2 separate regions of the Ovis aries genome follow, and region 1 is linked to region 2. Evidence: chromatin contacts called from public Hi-C data. All regions are on one chromosome and are shown on one strand. Each heading gives the region's core, a stretch centred on a gene start, on an enhancer-like site or on the middle of the called end of the contact. The rest is flanking DNA. Distances are from core to core; before and after follow the strand shown. Region 1 overlaps EXTL3 (exostosin like glycosyltransferase 3). Region 2 holds the start of EXTL3 (exostosin like glycosyltransferase 3).

The links. Hi-C and Micro-C count contacts between places; a contact is called where the count stands out from the background.
Region 1: a Hi-C map of muscle shows a contact between it and region 2, with 2.7 times the contacts expected there. The contact joins the enhancer-like site here to the promoter of EXTL3 in region 2. A contact is called at or near these places in 2 of 16 Hi-C or Micro-C datasets (mixed tissues and muscle).

The regions. Positions count from the first base shown.
Region 1 is chr2:103,150,156-103,157,070 of ARS-UI_Ramb_v3.0, reverse strand. It overlaps EXTL3 (exostosin like glycosyltransferase 3), which reads right to left. Exons shown (of 10, transcript XM_060409568.1): 4 at 5,168-6,915. Among named protein-coding and RNA genes, the nearest start is that of EXTL3, 74 kb to the right of the region's middle. Within about 2 kb of position 5,375, at least 42 of the 54 cell types and tissues checked have an H3K27ac peak or open chromatin away from gene starts, as enhancers often do. A contact at or near this core is called in muscle, where this site is marked.
Region 2 is chr2:103,076,629-103,083,529 of ARS-UI_Ramb_v3.0, reverse strand. EXTL3 (exostosin like glycosyltransferase 3) reads right to left here and starts at 3,464. Exons shown (of 10, transcript XM_060409568.1): 1 at 3,385-3,464.

The DNA of each region.
Region 1 (6,915 bases), core at 4,126-6,625, 72 kb before region 2:
CCACAGGGAAATAATTTAGTTTAACAACAGCACGGGCACACACACAGAGCTGTGATTTCAGTGACTATTAACATCATTTCAGTGAGTCTACTCAACGCTCTGTCGTGACCTAAATGGGAAGCAAATCCAGAAAAGAGGCGTGTATGTATACATATAGCTGACCCACTCTGTTGTATAACAAAAACTAACTCAACTGTGTAGAGCAACTATACTCCAATTAAAAAATTACATATATACTAATATACAAGATTTATTAGGGGAAAAAAAATTATGGTGTCAAAAACAAAAACAAAAGAGTAAGTGTTCCCCCCACCCTGTACTCTGTTAGATGACACTGTATACTGAATACTGTATGCTGCTCTGAGTATCACACTTTAAGAGGGACATTATCAAAGTGAGTGCAGGGCAGAGGACTGAGAAATAGGTCAGGGGATTTGAAACTGTCAAATAAGAAACATCTGAAGGGAATGAGGATCAACAGTCTGTGGACTAGAAGACCCAGGAAACAGGACGGTAATCTCAAGGACCACAGAGGCCTTGAGAGTGAAGTTAATAACAAGAGTGAAGCTGGCAGGCAGAGACTTTAGCAAAATGGACAGGATATTTGGCATCTAACGGAGACTGCATGCTAACTCGCTTCAGTCACGTCCAACGCTTTGGGAGCCTATGGACCGTAGCCCACCAGGCTCCCCTGTCCATGGGATTCTCCAGGCAACAACACTGGAGTGGGCTGCATGCCCTCCCTCCGGGGGATCTTCCAACCCAGGGACTGAACGTCCATCTCTTACATCTCCTGCATTAGCACCACCTAAGTAGGCCCTAACAGAGATTACTATCATCAGAAATGTGACCTCTACAACACTGAAGCTTCTTTTTCTCAAGGAAACCAGAAATAGAGATTTTCATGTGAAATCTCCTCATTTCTAAGAACCGGCACCCGATGTGAGACTTGGTGTAAGTTGGGCAGCCCAGCTGTATGCACAGGCCTTTTCTGATCCATGCACACCAATCTGCAACTCACGTCTGGGAAACATGATGGCTATCTTCCAGCATCTGAAGAACTGTCACAGGTAAAAGGAATAGATTTGTTCTACACAGCCCCGAAAGGCGGCCCTCCCAGAGAGGCCGACTGCAGCTCAGTAAGAACAAGCGTCCTGAAAACCAGGCTGCAAATTAGAATGGGTGGCCCGGGTGGTTCGCATCACTGTAAGTATTCAAAAAGACACAGGTCAGTAATTCTGCCTTCTAGTACATCTTCTGGCCAAATAACTAAAAGCCCACTCCCCACCCCCCCTCCAAAGCCTCAGTTTTCTTTCCTACCTTCCTTCCCCTTCACAAAAAGGAATATTGGGTCTTCCCTAGTGGCTCAGAGAATCCGCCTGCCAATGCAGGAGTCACAGGTTTAATCCCTGGTCCAGGAAAATCCCACATGGCACAGAGCAGCTAAGCCCGTGCTCTAGAGCCCATGCTCTGCAACAAGAGAAGCCTCCGCAATAAGAAGTCCTCACACTGCAACACAGAGTGGCCCTGACTCACTGTAACTAGGGAAAAGCCTGTGCAGCAACGAAGACCCAGCACAGGCAAAAAAATAATTTTTTTTTAAAGGAATATTCTAACACTTAGCCTCCTATCTCTGAGAGTTACTGTAAAGATCAAAATCTACGCGAGAAACAATGTATGAAAGTACGGCATGATCGACAAGGACTATAGTAATTTAAGACATTACTGTAATCTACCACCATCATGGACTGATGTATGTCGAATCTCTCCTACTGTACAGACAAAGGGCATATTCCAAATCTAATTCACTCTTTTTTTATTCCTCACTCAGTAGCAAATCTTTGTCGAAAAAACATTTTAAAAAGAGGCTGGAGGAAGAGAGTTAAAATGATGACAAATGTTAAGAGAATAAGAAAACAAACAGTCAACAAAGCAAACATCCAGGAGGTTAATCATTAATATCACTCACTGGTCAGTCTAAAAGGTACTGGGCCCGTCAAACAGAGGAATATACAAAAGCAATCACATGCGTGTGAAGGGGTGATCTCGAGGCAGGCATCGGCAGCCAGATGTCTGTTCTGTAAATAGAGGCACACTGGAAGAGAGTCCTGATCATTCACTTACGGACGGCACGAGTGCTGCATATGTCCTATATGTCTGTTTCACTCTACAACAGCAAAGCTGAACACTTGTAGAGCCTAAAATACTCTCTATTTGGCCATTTACAGAAAAAGTTTGCCTACTTTTCTGTAAAAGTACTCCAGGGTTACAAACCACAAAGGTGGCTGGATGCTGAGACATAGCTCATCTTCCCACAGCTCCATCCCGTATTTTATGGGTCATCTGGGGGGCATGTGAGCAAAATCCTAGACTGGAAATTACAGCCTAAGTAGAGAGGAGGTAAATGTCACCAAGTGAGGTCTTCATATTCCTCTGATACACCCAGGATTATAAAAAGTTTAATACCGCTTCTCTTCATCTAGTAATATCACCAAAGAGGTCTGAAGGACTCCAAGTGTACAAGGAGTGTGGGACCAGTTCAGGCACAAAAAGATCACGCTTACTGGAGAGTCTACCCATTCCCCATGAGTTCTCGAACTCCGTCTGCCTGAGCTCCCCTATTTTCAAGGAACCTACAAATACATGAAAAATCCTTTCTTCTTACTTAGTTACCCTATCATTACAGGTTTTCAAGAGAAAGAGCTGCAAAAATTAAGAGGAAAGAAAAATAGGGTGGAGATAACTATGTTAACAGAAGTTTTCTGAGTTAAACTTAATATCCAGCAGAAATCAGTGCACAGGTTTATGGCTTTATGAAAGGTTTATATTCCTTGCCTCACTCTGAAGTAATTATATGCAAAGACATTCACAGCTGATCCAGAGGAACCTTCATCTTTCTCCTGATAACCTGAATCTCCTTCTGCTTTAGGCAGTATTTCCAACCCTCCCTCCAGGGGGCCACTGTGAGGTCCCAGATGTGATTTACGCTGTTAAGCATTTCTTCCTCCAGTTTACATAGCTTCATTTTCGAAGGCTGGGCTTCCCATGTTGTTTCTGTGTTTTTCTAAATCTACGCCTTGTGGGCATGCAGACAGCATGTCCCCCAGGGTTTGCTCAGACAATGTCTTGTGCTCTGGTTCAGTTATTCTAACTGTATTGACCTGGGACATCCTGATAGTCTTTCCAGTTAATGCCTCAGTTAAGGCTTCCCTGGTGGCTCAGAGGTTAAAGCGCCTGCCTCCAATGCAGGAGACTGGGGTTCGATCCCTGGGTTGGGAAGATGCCATCGGACACGACTGAGCGACTTCACTTCCACTTTAGGGGCCCTCCTACTCATACTCAGCACAGCTTATTGAGCCTGGGCCCCACTCCTGCACCACCCTTCAGTGAGTTCACTCAACAGCTAGCCTAAAGCCCTGAGGAAAAGGGCAGCTGCTTATCTAATCCCCACAACATTCTTCCCATGGCTTCAAGCCATCCATTCAACCTCCTCCTTCTCAGGCTTAACTCTACCCCTGACTCATTTCTCTCTATCCTATTTGCAGGAAGCCTTTTCTCTTCACAGGTTAAAGCTCTGAAGCCTAATGACAAAAAAATTCCAACTACATGCAGAACATTACATGCCAGAGTTTTCTCCCCTTTGATAAAGGGAGAAGTGGGAACCTGAAGACTCAAACTGGTCAATCATTTATCTGGTAGATACGTCCCCAGAGCAGCGGCTACCTCTTCAAGTATTAAATAAACCATGTTTTCGGTGTTCTGAAGATCTACAGTTCTAACCCTCTTTCAGAAAGCACTCAGAATAGGTTCCCTCATACTTCTGACTCCTCAGGCTCCCCATAGGAAATTCCCACAGGAGTCGGTATTTTTAATGAACCAAGGAAGAGTTTTAAGAAGATGGGTCTTCTTTCTTTTAAAGTCCCCCTGCTAAAAGTTGCTGAGAACACTGAGCTCCACTCAAAAGACTATCAGGATCTCCCAGGTTACCATCCCAGCCGCTCAGTACAGTTAGAATAACTGAACCAGAGCGCAAGACATTGGCTGAGCGAAACCGGGGTAAATGCAGTCTATGTGACCACAACGCACAGATTTAAAAAAAAAAAAAAAAAAAAAACCACTTGGGAAGCCCAGCCTTCAAAAAATGAAGCTACCTAAACTGGAGGGTGAACTACTTAAGACTTCTTAAGTAAATCACATGTGGGAAAAAAGGACAAGTGTCTGCTCCTCCTCCGAAGGAGTGGAACTTGGGGCTTGATGAAGCCCTTTCTAATTTGGGGGGGAAAAAAAAAAAAGAGCGGGTAAGAATCCACCAAAGTCAAGTCTTTTGAGAGCCACGAATAACAATGGCTCAAGCGGTAGAGAAGGGAAACAGCCTCTCTGCAGTCTAGCAGCCCTGCCGGGTCTCCAAAGGGCTTCGGATTCACACTGGGAATCCGCGCGCTGGGATAACTCGACTAAGATTTCAGTCGTGTAGACGCGCTCTCCGCAGCCCCTCTCCCGCCTGAGCAGCGCTAGGCCCATCACTGTAGAGCCTGGGTACCAGAGCCCCAGATGCACAAAAGAGCAGAGCCTGGACCCTTCCTTGGGCAGGAAGTGGCTATTCTGACTGCGGGCTCCTCGTGTAAGGAGGTGAGCCGGGTGAAAAGAGGCCAAGAAGAGCAGCTGCAGGCGGCTGTGTCTGAATGCAGCGGAAAGCAGATGTGGAAGTCTGTGCGCGCTCAGAAGGGGAGGGGGGGCGGTCCAGATACCCCTTCGTGGACCGAAGATGCTCTACATAAGCCGCTGGACAAACACAGGGGGGCAAAGGATGGGGGAGGACTTTCGGGTGCAAAAGTGGCTGCACGGCTGTGGCTGAGCCTTTAGAAAACGGGGTGGAGGTGGGTGCGAGCTAACCGGGGCTCTAGGGGGCGTGTGGGGGTGGGGAGGTCGCGTTTAGAGCTCCCTGTACCCCCAGGGTGGGGCCCGTTACCGGTTACCCTCTTCGCTGGTGGCTAAGGCCCCGGAGGTCCTCTCCCGGGCCCCCGAGACGTCTGGGAAGGCCTACTCCGAGGCTGCACGCCCCCGCCACGCAGGGCAGCAGCCTCCCCCCCGGCTCCCGCGACCCCAGAGCAGCCAGACCCGGTCCAGCCCGGTGCCCGGCTCTCGCGGCCGGCCCCGGGGTCCCTACCACGAGCCTCTTCCGGGCCGCCGCCCCGGCTGCTCGGGGCTCCCCCCGCCGCCGCCAGGAGTCCTACCGGCTTCCAGTTCAGCGGCTCGCCGCTGCCGCCTGCGCGAGACTCGGGTTCCCAAAAGCCGCTCTCGCCGCCTGCAGCCCGCCTTCCAGGCCGCGCCGAATCCTCCGCTCCCCCTGCTGGCGAGCAGCCATTTCCGACCTGTGCCGGCGGAACTTGCCGAAGTGCGCAGCGCCGGAAATGGCCGAACCCAGGCGCTCGCGAGCCTGGGGTCCGGGGGTGGGGGGGGGCGAGGGCAGAAGGGGCGGGGCGAGGGCTTCAGCGGCTCCGCCGACCGCGCCCGAAGAGCCTCGGAGGCCTCGGACCCCCGCAGCGGGGCTCGCCAGGGTCCGCGGGCGGCGGCGCCGGGGATTGTGGGAGCCGCCGGTGGAGAAGAAGCGTGGGCCTGCCTCTCTCGGCCCTCAGACCCGCCTCCTACCAGTGCCCCAACTCTTTCCGAAAAACCTCTCCGGGGGGTGCAGAGGAGCCAAAGCTCTCCGCCGGACCTGGAACGCGTTCCGACTCCAGAGCCTCAGCCATTGAACTTCAGATCTAAACTAAAGCCGTCCCCACAGAAAAGGCCTTCTTCAATGAGCTGACGGTCTCCGAAAAGGTCTGGAGTTGGGAAACACTGAATATTTAACAACAAAGAAAAGGCCGGACGGCAAGAATGCCTAGGGGAAAAATCCAGGGGCTTTGCAGAAACAATGCCTTAGTCCAGTCGTGTTGGCGTGATCAGCCACAACCGGGAGGAAAAGGCGAAGCTGTCTGAAATACTTAAGAGCCAACCTCTCGGAATGGAAAAGTGCCACACATCCTACAACTCTTAAGAGACTTGTCAACCTTCACACTTGCAAAGTCAAGACAAGGCTTTTCGGAGAAAAATGCTGGGAGTGGGCGAAGGACGCTGGACGTGGAAGACAGAGTGGCTGGAGGTTCGCAACACTGTACAGGAGGCAGTGACCAAAACGACCCCCAAGAAAAAGAAGGAACTCCACCAATCATGCAAGAGAGACCTGATCATTACTGGTCACTCAAAAATGAGTTTAAGTCATTATTTAAAATCAATAACTGCAATATGAGCTAAGATCAAATTTGCTTCAACTTTTTAAAATCATGTTTCTAATTTCCAAAAGGCAGGGCTTCTAGTCCAGGGAACCGGAAACACACCAGGACCCGAAGAAGCTGCTGGCTGGGATCCCGGTGCTTGGGTGGTCTGTATCTTAGAGGAGCTAAAGCCCCTGAGACCACTCACAGCAGCCCTGTTTCATCCACACACCCTTCTTGGGGGAGCCCAGAGGCCGGACAAAGCCCTGAAGATTGATGTTTCCCATAGGGGACAGTTTGGGCCAAGGATTCTTAAAAACCTAGCAACCTGTTTTCCAGAGAGCACACTTCCTCCCTCCATACCTATCAGCCCCTCCTTTTTCTGATCCCGCTTTTCTTCTCTCTTTCCTGACATCTCCTTCCTTATCCCTCACCACACAGTTCTCTCTTCTTTTCCCTTTATTACAAACAACAAAGTCAAACCTTCAAAGTCTCACCACCATCATATATGTGCAAAAACAACCCCTTTCTAGCTTTTGCCAGTTTTGTTCAAGAAGGCTGCAGGCAAGGAAGCAAACATCAAAATGCTTTAAAAGTCAAAAGCATGGCAAGAAATAAAAATAGGGAAAACTGCTGCCCAAATATTATGAGTAGCCTA
Region 2 (6,901 bases), core at 2,215-4,714:
GACATTTCCAGACCTTTTCTGGCTCCACTGGACTAGATTCGAGGCCCACGGCACCAGGAGCAGAGATCTATCACCATGCCAAGCACATGCTTCTTTATAACCATCTGTGGGTTGACTTCCCCAACTAGATCAGCTCCTCACAGTCAGGGGTTTAGAAGACTCATTTCTGCATTTCCAGTCTTAGCACAGTGCCAGGCTGTTTACTGAACAAATAGATGACTATAAAAACAGGGTGGCGTTTTTATTGTAAGAAAGTTGAAATAGTTCACACATGATTAACTCTTGAGTTAATCAGAAAAACTGCTTCTGTAGTCTCATACTACATGACTATTAGAGAATAATTAGTATTACTATGAAACGGGGCGTTTTTTAAAAATTGGCACCACGAAGGATGGAAACCAAAGGGTACTTTCAAGGTACTTTTGAGTTCCTTGAGTCTGCACAGTTCTGAGATGCTTTCCTTTTCCTAGAATCTGAGAAATATTCTGATCTCTACATCTGTGGTCATGATGACATGACCCCCTGATAAGCAATCATCCCAAAGCTATTTCTCATCAGTGCATGAAAACAACGAACTGGCATTTAGTTCAGTTCAGTCGCTCAGTCGTGTCTGACTCTCTGCGACCCCATGGACGCAGCACGCCAGGCCTCCCTGTCCATCACCAACTCCTGGAGCCTACTCAAACTCATGTCCATTGAGTCGGTGATGCCATCCAACCATCTCATCCCCTGTCGTCCCCTTCTCTTCCTGCCCTCAATCTTTCCCAGCATCAGGGTTTTTTCAAATGAGTCAGTTCTTCACATGAGGTGGCCAAAGTATTGGAGTTTCCAGCTTCAACATCAGTCCTTCCAATAAATATTCAGGACTGATTTCCTTTAGGATGGACTGGTTGGATCTCCTTGCAGTCCACGGGACTCTGAAGAATCTTTTCCAACAGCACAGTTCAAAAACATCAATTGTTTGGCACTCAGCTTTCTTTATAGTCCAACTCTCACATCCATACATGACTACTGGAAAAACCATAACCTTGACTAGATGGACCTTTGTTGGCAAAGTAATGTCTCTGCTTTTTAATATGCTGTCTAATATTCTTGGTCATAACTTTCCTTCCAAAGAGTAAGTGTCTTTTAATATCATGGCTGCAAACACCATCTGCAGTGATTTTGGGAGCCCCCCAAAATAAAGTCTCCCACTGTTTCCCCATCTATTTGCCATGAACTTAGTTTTCTGAATGTTGAGCTTTAAGCCAACTTCTTCACTCTCCTCTTTCACTTTCATCAAGAGGCTCTTTAGTTCTTCTTTGCTTTCTGCCATAAGGGTGGTGTCATCTGCATATCTGAGGTTATTAAGTCTGCAACCCAATGGACCATAGCCCTCCGGGATCCTTCTGTCCATGGGATTTCCCAGGCAAGAATACTGGAGTGTATTGCCATTTCCTTCTCCAGGGGATCTTTCCAACCCAAGGATTGAACCTGTCTCTCCTCCACTGTAGGGGGATGCTTTACCATCTGAGCCACCATTAATCAGCTCCTTTTAAGCTTCAAATGGTACAGTCTAGTTCTCACAGGTGTTGGCAATTAATTATTAACGACTTTTGATTTTATTGTTGAATTTTTAAAATTTATTTATTTGGCTGCATCGAGTAAGTTCAGTAGCTGTGGTGCTCAGGCTTAGTTGCTCCCAGGCATGTAGGATCTTAGCTCCCCCAATGATCAAACTTGCCTCCCCTACACTGCAAGGTAGATTCTTAACCACTGCACCACCACGGAAGTCTCCCCAGATTGTGATTTTTATCTCTAGGGTTTACTGCCACTAACTGAGGACCTCAGGGTGAGAATCACTGACATAGACTAGCTAAGACCATTTTTTTTCCTTGCTTTTAACCTTTTAAAGATTTGTATCATTTTACTCACAAATACACAATGCTTTTAAGTAAATGTCAACGCTAGATATGGAAAATATTTTCCAAATAGAAAATATTATACATAATGAGAAATTCATAATTTTATATTTGATGGAAAACTGACACTTCTGGAGGAATGTACCCAGACATGGTGTTAAGGATCATTAAGAATTTCTGCTTAAATATTTAGAATCCTTACAACTCCTAGACTTAGCTTCTTTCCTTGGGTGGACACAGGTGAGGTGCTAGCAGTTTGAAAGAGCTTTCTTATTTTTGATTATCTCAAATTAAGAGGTCTGTTTAGTCTGAAAAAAAGGGGGGGGAGAGTCTGTGTTCCTTTTACTTTTAGAAGGAAAGTTTATCTTTCCAAACTTCTCAGAGGCAGAAATGTTTTAGACCCAAGCTTACTTGATTTCCCATCTGCCTTTTATTATCAGGTACTTGGTTAATTACGGTCATCTGAAGAATATATCATTTAGATGGTTTTCCTAGTTACGATCTTTATTACTAACCAATAAATGAAACCGCTTGGATTTCACAAGTAAAACCAACCAGTTGATATTTACAGGGTGAGGGTTTTAAAGAAAAATAAACCTTTAAAACTATGGTTTATTTTGCACTGAAGTTAGGGATCAGGGATCAGGGTGCTTTTCTAAGCCTTTAGTAGTGGGGAAAGGTGGAGTCACTTTAGACTTGCTGGTTTCACACTGGGATTACTTCAGAGCATTGCTTCAAGGGGAGCACTGGGGTAACAGAAAGCAGACTGAATGGGCTGAGCCATGCAGTGTGACCAAGAAACAGGCTGAGGACGACAGACCTCCAACAAGCTTAAGCTGTCCCAGGTGCCCGCAAATTCCAGCGCTTTCTATCTGCCAAACTTTACTTTTTTGAAAAGCTGGGATCTCCAAACGAGGGTCAGCTGTGCTGAGGAGCTCCGGGGTGCGGCGGAAGCAGTGTCCTGGGGTGCAGAATTTGAGGGCACTCACTGGCTTAGATCCCAGGATTGCTACCTCCTGGTGGCTACATGGTGGCGGAGGCCGGGCACGAGACAGACGCCTCTAACTCACTGAAACAGCGAGGACTCAGGATCCCTGCTCACACCAAGTACATCTAATTTTTCAGGAGTTTTTACGTAGACACACATCTGAAGAAACCAGCCTACACCCATAAAAGTTCTCACGCATTCTAACCCCACTCGCTAGTTAGCATCCCTACATAAGGCAGGAGAGATGAACCTAGAGTTTGAAATTACCCTGGCACGGGCACCCCAAATCAGGCTTCCCAAAGCCCAGCGGAGACTGGAGGGCACCGGGAGAATGGGACAGAAACAAGTTTTAAATAAATTCTTCGGAGCGAAACTGGTTGCTCCATCCCTAAATTTTAGCAACGTTAGGGCTTCTCAGGTTGGCAACAGCTAAGATTTCACAGCCCACCCCACCACCAAGAAAAAATATGATGGCCCGGAAGAGCCCCCCACTACCTTGCTACAGCGCCAGGTGGACAGGTCTCCGAGGCCGGGAAGCACGCGACCGGAGCCCGGGCGCTGCCCGCAGGAAAGGCGCAGCGGCGAGCGACCGAGACCAGAGCTGCGGCTCTGGCCCCGCCCTATAGCGCCCCGCCCCCTGGACGCCACGCCCCTCGGCCGCCCGCAAACCCTCGGGGCTCGGCCGCCGCAGCCGCAGCTCGGTCACCCCCGGACCCCAGCGCCCGGTGCATTGTGGGAAACCGGAGCCCGCCGCCGAGCTTGCACTGACCCCTGGCGGGCGCGTCCGAGAACTAACCCAGGGCTGGCGGACACCGTGTCCGGAAACCGACCGAGGGAGGAGAGGCGCCCGGCGCTCAGGGGGAGCACAGGGAGCTCGCACTGGTTGCCTATTGCTCCACATCTCAAAGATGAAAATAAATGATGCTTTCAAAGTCCGTAGGGCCCCCTCCCGGGTAGTGATGTAGGTGAAAAACTAAGCAACTGTCAGTCTTGGAGAACCTTTTTAAGTTAGGAAAAGTAATTTTAAAATCATAAAACTAAGTGACATGAAGATTATGGAAAAACCTGCACAGTTAGTTTTTAGTTCTGTGAAACCACAGATCAGCTCAATCTGTCTAGAGAATAACGGTAATACGGAACATAGACTACAAAAGTGTCTAATCCAAGACTTGTTCTTCTTGGTATACACCTCAAGGAAACGGTTCAAGTGGGGTAAAAATAAATTATACAAAAATATTCACAGTGACAAATTAGAAAGTAACAGCTAAAAATACGTGAAAGGCATAAAAATAATACGTGTGTGTTAGTTGCTCACTTATTTAATACAACAACCTCGGCCCAGGGATCGAACCCAGGTCTCCTGCATTGCAGGCAGATTCTTTGCCATCGGAGCCAATACCATCTTTTTAAAAAATAATATGTAGCAACTTAAAGAAAAATATGAATATCATCACTAACTAGAAATATTTCTATCAAATAATGTTAAAAACACAGAACCCAAGAAAGCCCATGGCCTGTGATTGTATGTGAAAAACATATGTGTTAACAAATGTGAAAAGAACCTTGGGAACAAGGTATATGGAGTTTAACATGTGGTGAGGCTTCCCTGGTGGCTCAGTGGTAAGGAACCTGCCTGCCGATGCAGGAGATGCAGGTTCAATCCCTGGGTGGGGAAGATCCCTTGCAGAGGAAATGGCCCCTCTAGTATTCTTGCCTGAAAAATCCCACAGACAGGGGAGCCGGGCAGGCTATAGTTCATAGGGTCCCAACAAGTTGAAAGACTGAGCAAGCATGCAAGTTGTTTTATCTTTACTAAATAACTTTTTAAACATTTCTAACTTGTGGGGGACTAGTTCTAATTTTGGATGGAACTGCAGTATTTTAGTTTCCCTTCACTTTACATGATAAAGAAAAAATGCTGAGGTTTTAGTGAACCCAGACAGTTTTGCGTATCTGCAAACCCTGATGGGGCACAAAACAAAAGTAAATTTATTAGGGGCGTGTATTAGTTCACTAGAGCTATAACTACCACTGACTGGGCAACTTAAGCAACAGAATTTATCGTCTCACAGTTCTAAAGACTGAAAGTCTGAGATCATGGTATTGGCAGGATTGATTCCTTCTGGGAGCAGTGAGGGGTCTGTTGTTCAGTCACCAAGTCATGTCCAACCCTTTGCGACGCGATGGACGGCAGCACACCAGGCTTCCCTATCCTCCACTATCTCCTGGAGTTTGCTCAAACTCATGTCTATTGAGTCGATGATGCTATCTAACCATCTCATTCTCTGCCACCCTCTTCTCCTTTTGCCTTCAATCTTTCCCAGCATCAGGTTCTTTTCTAATGAGTTGGCCCTTCACATAAGGTGGCCAAAGTATTGGACCTTCAGCATCAGTCCTTCCAATGAATATTCAGGATTGATGTCCTTTAGGACTGACCGGTTTGACCTCCTTGCTGTCCAAGGGACTCTCAAGGACTTCTCCAGCACCGCAATTGAAAAGCATCAATTCTTCTGGACTCAGTCTTTTTTATTTAGTAATCCTGTATACAGTCTCAAACATATCAAAACCCTGTCAACTTGAACCCAGTAAAGCTAAACTGATTACAGCATTCTTCTCTCTGTCCTCTAACACCTTTCAGGCCTTCCCAGTGGAATCAGAGATATTAATGGAAGAAGACAGCCTTTAGCTTCACAGATAGTAGATCAGATGCGCCTGACCTCCTACAGGAAGGGCTTGGAGAAGATGTGTCCACGTGCCCAGGGTGGAAGGTGCCATCTCTTGCATTCGTGCCTCAGGAACAAGGTCAGAGAGGCTGTGGGTGGAGAACTGTAAGCAGGATCTGATCACTGGAAAACACACACAAACACCCTCCTGTGAAGAACTCAACTTTGGTTCAGGAGGCCGGTAAGAGCCTCAGCTTGGGGATGTCGACCAAAAAAGATGCCCAGCTTGAGAGCTGTGAAGTTTTATTGGGGGCCAAATGAGGACTGCAGCCCAAGAGGCAGCATCTCAGATAACTCTGGGAGACTGCTCCAAAGAAGCAGTGGGGGGAGGTCAAGGTCAATATATAAGGTTTTGGTGAAGGGGGAGTTCAATACCATTAAGCCCTCATTTTACAAAAGGTTTTTTGCTGGTCATGAGGATCTGATGTCACCATGAAGGGATTTAGTGCTTTTCTAGATATGAGGAGATGCAAGGATTGAGATCATAAAATCTGTTCCTAAAATCATCCATCACTTCATGACAAATAGATGGGGAAAGAATGGAAACAGTAACAGACTTTATTTTCTTGGGCTTCAAAATCACTGCAGATGGTGAGTGCAGCCGTAAAATTAAAAGACACTTGCTCCTTGGAAGAAAAGCTATGACCAACCTAGACAAAATATTAAAAAGCAGAGACATTACTTTGCCAACAAGGTCTGACTAGTCAAAGCTATGGTTTTTCCAGTAGTCACGTATAGATTCGAGAGTTGCACCATAAAGAAAGCTGAGTGCTGAAGAATTGATGCTTTTGAACTGTGGTGTTGGAGGAGACTCTTAGAGAGTTCCTTGGACTTCACGGAGATCAAACCAATCAATCCTAAAGGAAATCAGTCCTGAATATTCATTGGAAGGACTGATCCAATCTTCCTGAGCTGAGCCAGCCTCTCCCAACTCATCTCACTACATGGTTTCGACAAGAAGCTTAAAATCATTACTGAGTCCTGCCTCCTGCTTTTGGAGATGATGGGGACCCAGTAGATCTCTGAGAGAACAAAGCCCTAACACCTCCAGTTTCATCTGTTTGTTTGTTAATTCTTCTAAAGGAACCAGAAGCCCAATTAGAGGTATACTGATAAAAACAACGGACTCTCCAGAAAAAAAGCTCTAATTCCTGGTGTTTGCAGATTTCTGCGGTGTAAATAAAACTGAGCAGAACCCTGTGTGGCTCCTGGGCATAGAAACCTTTCTGTATCCTCCTTTCTTGTTTGTAGGAATTAGGCTTCAGCCACCCTGAAAGGGAAAGTGAAAG